2 separate regions of the Mus musculus genome follow, and region 2 is linked to region 1. Evidence: chromatin contacts called from public HiChIP or PLAC-seq data. All regions are on one chromosome and are shown on one strand. Each heading gives the region's core, a stretch centred on a gene start, on an enhancer-like site or on the middle of the called end of the contact. The rest is flanking DNA. Distances are from core to core; before and after follow the strand shown.

The links. HiChIP or PLAC-seq counts read pairs in DNA pulled down with a chosen protein or histone mark.
Region 2: a contact with region 1 is called in an H3K4me3 HiChIP or PLAC-seq map of bone marrow-derived macrophages, with 5 times the contacts expected there. The contact joins the promoter of Basp1 here to the enhancer-like site in region 1. A contact is called at or near these places in 10 of 39 promoter capture datasets (the 3T3-L1 cell line, the HPC-7 cell line, embryonic stem cells and 3 more), 22 of 484 Hi-C or Micro-C datasets (LSK cells, bone marrow-derived macrophages, cerebral cortex and 11 more), 17 of 115 datasets of contacts at active chromatin or transcription factors (astrocytes, bone marrow-derived dendritic cells, bone marrow-derived macrophages and 8 more) and 4 of 9 other capture datasets (adipose tissue, embryonic stem cells, liver and 1 more).

Annotation. Positions count from the first base shown.
Region 1 is chr15:25,226,426-25,229,125 of GRCm38.p6, reverse strand. No RefSeq gene overlaps it. Among named protein-coding and RNA genes, the nearest start is that of Gm35996, 48 kb to the right of the region's middle. Within about 2 kb of position 1,430, at least 55 of the 459 cell types and tissues checked have an H3K27ac peak or open chromatin away from gene starts, as enhancers often do. A contact at or near this core is called in the HPC-7 cell line, LSK cells, bone marrow-derived macrophages and 3 more, where this site is marked.
Region 2 is chr15:25,412,377-25,415,076 of GRCm38.p6, reverse strand. Basp1 (brain abundant, membrane attached signal protein 1) reads left to right here and starts at 1,313. Exons shown (of 2, transcript NM_027395.2): 1 at 1,313-1,525. It overlaps Gm48957 (predicted gene, 48957), which reads right to left and starts at 887. Exons shown (of 4, transcript NR_168943.1): 1 at 1-887.

The DNA of each region.
Region 1 (2,700 bases), core at 181-2,680:
AGTGGGTAGTTGTCCATTTTGTTAATTTGTCCTACTGTGCACCAGACATTACTATGGATGATGTGATTTGGCAGTGGGCAAAAGAAGGGAAAAATTCATAAGCTTACATCTTAGAGAAGGAGAAAGAAAAAAAAAGAAATTAAATTACTCAGACTATATGAGGGCAGTCAATATTACACACAGGGGTAGAGTGGCATGGGATGCCGGTTGTGAAGGGTCCCAGCTTATGAGTTCAAATAAGGTGCTCAGACAAGCTGCACTGAGAAAGGGGTATCTGAGCAGAGGGTTAAGGAAGGAGAAGGGACAGGCCAGGAAACCAGGTGGCAGAGGGATGGAAAATACTACAGCCTCCAGTCAGCAAGCAGCCCCGTGTGGTTCGAACAAGTGAAGAGGGTGTCTTGAAAGGGGAGGGTCCTGAGAAAGGGAGGCTGGGAACTGGAGCTGAGGGCACACAGATGGTAGGCATGCTGGCTGCTCTAAGGTCTTAGGCTCTGTGTGTGGGTTCAAAGCCTTTTGGATGAATTTTAGGGGGAGAACATAAGTATGCCTTCTGATCTATTTGCCTTTTTAAACAGAACATTCTGATAGGTCTTTCAAAAAAAGTGACAAAGCAAACAACGAACTTTGGGGGATGCAGGTGGATGCTAGGAATCATAGTGATAAAACTGTGTCCTGACTATATCTGTTGAGCAGGGACTTACGGTCTCAAGTCCTGTTTCTTGGCTGGGGAGTTCCCACGGATTGATGGATGGTCTTGCTGTAGTTAATGCTTATTTAAAAGGGAACAGTTAGCGCTCATGTCTGAGCCCAGTTCTCATTTCCTGACCTGCCAGGATCCCGGATTTATTTTTCTATTTCTCCAGTGTCAGAGGGTCTTCAGTCTCTGCTCTCATTGGCTCCTCAGTCCCAGCTCTGTGTGCCCTCCTCACGGTATTTTAGCGCAAGCCAAAGAGGAGTGAGGATAATGGCTGTGCTGAGCTCTGAGTGTTGTCTGAGGTTCTAGCGTGCAACTTGCAACCTGTAACCTGTGTTGCCGAATAAAGCAGCTAAAACTGGGTGTTAGAGCTATTCTGAGGTTTTAAAAAGTAGTTTAAAATGGTTTAGCTACCATAGGATTATTTAACACTCATGTTGTGTAGGATGCATGGCCCCATCAGTGGTTTGGGGACAGAGGTATGGTATGCACACATGAACCTGTCCTGTCTTCTTTTCACTTCGCGTTCACTACTTGATTTGAAGTCTGCAAAATGCAGGCTGCATAAAAATAAGCTTTTATGGGCCTTAGGATGATTTGCCACCAAGCTTGCCTGTCCTCTAAAATATGTTTTCACTTTCAAAAAACCCACAAACTATTTACCAAAGAGGCACGGAAATTGAGGTCACTGGGTTCATTTATTTCATAATTTTTAACTTCCTTTCAGAGTCTTGACATCTCCCAGCAAGCTAGAGCAACAAGATTCTGGAAACAGGTTTGACAATGGGCAGGAAGAGACGAGAGGGGGCGTGGGGGCGAAAGTGGCTAGCTTCTGTGTCGCTTTGCTTGTTTTTTGATGTTAAAGACCAGGAGTCAAAGCTGAAGCCGAGGACAGAAGATACAAAGAAAGCCCCCCTTCCTGCCGAAGTTTTTATGAACAGTTAAATAGTAGCTGTGGAGGAAACTCTACTTTGTGGGATGCTGTTATTTAAGATATGAGGAAAGAACTGAACTAGAACCATAGACTGGGCACTTGTGAAAGGGAAATTCCTTAGTAGTGTGGAAAATAATTCTCTGAAATATTAACTGGAGTCCATGTCTTCCAAGACATTTTAAGGGTGACTTGGAATAATTCCCTTTGAGATAAGTCAAGGGTAAATAGGAGATACCTTCAAAACAATTAGAAAAGAGAGAAAATGATCAAAAGCACAGGGGACGGAGTCATAGTTTAGATTAAAATCAAAGGACGGAGAAGCAGGAAAAGGCATCCAGTTTGGAAAATTAATGGCTCAGCTGTTTAAAGTGAAGCTGGGCAGAATACATCATTGCTTGAAAAGTTAGGGATGTTGGAGCTATAAACAGATAATTCTGTTGTATAGGTTTACGTACGTCAAAAAAGCACCTTCACCTGGCTGAGACTCCTCATCCTCCTCCAAAAATTCTTTTTTTCTTTCTTTAAGGAGGTAGGGAATTAGCTGTGCTTGTTATTAATGGAGGCTTATCTTGGAAGATCCTATGTCACACAGGAAATGGTTATAGAATCAACAGAAACTCTTGGGGGTGGGGGTGGGGACCTTAGAATTAGGTGTTGAGCACTGCAGCCCAGAGATGCCAGATGTTTTCACAACATCAACAAGGTCTGATTAAATAAAAAATTGGGCTCAGAGACAGGGGAGATTGGGTGACAACTGAGGAGTGGAGTTTGGGGAGAAGAATCGCACTTGTATGCATTTAGTATTTCTGTTATAGACTAGTATTCTAGAAGTGTTGGCTCCAAGCAAATTATGAGTTTCTTTAATCCCTTTGTTTATAATTTTACTTGTCCTGTTTTCTCAAGTAATTGGCAGAAACAAAAACAAAAAACAAACCCAGGGGAAAATGGATGTGCAGGCTGGACTGCTGGATGGGTAGGGACATGCTGAAAGCTATGTCTCTTTTCATAGGTAGGTTTGGTGTCAGAGCGGTGGCTCAGTTGGTGAGAAGGGACTTAGAAGGGAAGGGAGGAG
Region 2 (2,700 bases), core at 64-2,563, 190 kb before region 1:
TGTGCTTCACTCATGAGGGGAGATCCAACCAAGAAGGCAACATACATTTCCATTCCCCCCCCCCTCCGCTATTCTTTCAGGACGAAGCAGAACAAGCAAGCCACCCTGATAAAGCCAGAGGGCGCCAAAGTGCCGCGAACGGAACTTCCAGGGCTCAATGGGTTTGCGGGATGGTAAAATTGGCTTTTGTCTGAAGAAAGAGCTGTGGTTCTAGAAGATGTCACCATGTGTTAGTTTCCAAATTTAAATTTTTATTTTGCATTTTATTTTTGCCAACAGGTAAGCATAGCGAGCATATCTCCTAACCGTGGTGGCTATTGTGTGTCGCGGTGCTACCCAAAGTGCTCGTCGACCAGGACACGAGGACTTGGCGCGGATGGCCACAGCCTGGCTGGGCGCGCTTCTGAGTAGCATCTTAAGCAGCCGAGAGCTGGTGACTTCCATGAAAGCACAGGCACAAAAAGTCGAAGCCCCTTTTCCTAGGGTGCATTTCTTCCTTTCTTTCTCTCCGAAGTCGGGAGAACGTACCCTGAGGCGGTGCCGCCCACCCTTCCAACCCAGACCTGAGCTCTGGGCGGTGGCGCCTTGCAAAGCTGGAGCCTCCTGGTCGGGCCCCGAGGGCGAGCATATGCCGGAGGCGTCCCAGATGCTTGCCTTGGGGGACACCCTAAAACCAGCGGATATCTGTCTTGATGGTTTCAAGGGAGGCATCGCATCTTCCCCAGGCTCACTGCCTACGTGATAGCAGAATCTAAGCCCGTCGTCTGGAGCGGGGCTGGATTGGGGTGCAGAGAAAGCTGGTTGCGGCGGGGGCGTAGTTCATCAGCCCCTTAAGTCTGAGCGAGAGCCTGAGCTACTTATTCAATGCTTTCAAATAAAATGTGTGCGAGACAGAGAGAGGAGAGAAATCCACAGACAGTCCCGCCGGGGGTGGGGGTGGGGGTGGGGTGGGGGGGGAATGGAGGGGCGTGTAAGGAGGGAATAGGAGGAGGGGGGCTGACAGAGACTGTTGGGGAGGCGGGTAAGGGATCTGGATGTGGAGAGCAGTGGGTGGGGGTGACTGTGCGGGTGTGGTGACGGGGGGGGGGCGCTGGATCACGGGGCGTCTCGGGGCGCAGTGGCTGCTGGTGGAGAGAAGTTGGGGGACCCCCTCCTGGGTGGCGGGGCGCGAAAGGAGCGGGAGGGGTGCGGGCCGCGGGCTGGGAGAGGAGGGGCGGGCGCGAGGCGGGCGGGGTCGGCGAGCGGAGGAGCTGGGCGGGCGGACGCGCGGGGGGGAGGGCGCTGGGCAGGAAGGGGAGGGGGAGCGATCGAGAAATGCAGAGGCTGCAGCGGCGGCGGCAGTAGCGGCAGCGGCGACGGCGGTGGCGGCAGCGCTCCAACTCGCTCCACGCTCCGGGCTCCGCCGTCGAGCCGGGAGAGAGAGAGCCTTTGCTGAGCGACCAGCCACCCGGCCGGACGACACCAGCCACCCGGGCCCCTTGGAGGCACCGCGCTCACCCAGGGCCGCCACAGGCACCCAAAGCCGGTAAGGAGGCGCGCCGTGGGTCCCTAAGGCCACCGCGGACTCCGGGCCACCGGTTCCCCAGGGCCCCGCCCCACCCCGAAGCCTAGGGTTCTCCAACGGTGCAGCCGGGGTGCGGCCGGGTGTAGACACAGTGGGCATGGGATTCCTCTATGTGGGTTCTGTCGCATTTGGAAATCCAAGGTGATGCTCTCCCCCAGGTGGACAGCTTCGGCCTTTCGTAGGGTGGGGGACTTGGAGGGGGTGGCGGCGAGGCGGACGAACCGAGTTCGGGAGGGAGGGGGTGGAGGGTGGGGAGCCGCTGGTGACAGCACCGAGACCACTGGCCACGGTTCTGTGGGCTGAACCCAGCCTTCTGTCAGCGGAACCCGCACAGCCACGGAGAAGGCGCTCGGTGTGAGGGGCGCAGTAACAGAAGATGGAGGATGGGGGTGGGGTGGGGTGGGGAGGGAGAAAGAAGACGCGGAATCTGGTCAGATCGGAAGGGGCGGGGGTGGCTTGGCCCTCGGGACTCCTGGATCTTGGTTTAGGGTAACCGAGGAACACGAGGTTCGGAAGGCGGTGTGCACGTCCGGGGCAGATTAAAGCCCCCAGCCTGGTCTGCGGCTGAGCTGTCTTCCCACTAACCTGTGGACGTCGCCAGCATTTTATTTTATTTTTTGAGCCTTGCGCTCAGAGAGCGGGCCGCGCGCCTCCACCGCCGCCCCAGCCTGGGGGAAGGAGGGGTGGCGTGTGGGCTTGAACCTGACAGCCCGCGGCCCGAGCGGGCTCAACCCTTCTGCAAGCCAAGATTTCTGTAGATTTTTTCCCCCGTAGCTCAAACGCTACAACCCAACGTCTGGTTCCCGCTTCCCCACACCATTAAAAGAAAAAAAAAAAAAAAAACCAGAATCCCTGGATCGGATGGCACACAATGCGTGGCTGGGGACCGCATTCTTTTCATGAATATTCATCGAACGCTTGGCCCTGTTCCTAATCTGCTTCCCCCCGAGACGTTTCCGCCTTGGAGCGAACTCGGTGGACGGCCTCTGCCCCAGTGATTTTCACGCTGTTCAAAGGAGCACAGCGCACATGGGTGCGATTTCAGGATTTTGCACGGGAGCTGACACACCTCTGTCTTGGCCGAGACCACTGGCCACTTACGTGGCGGGCTAGAATAAAACACGAGTATCAAGGGG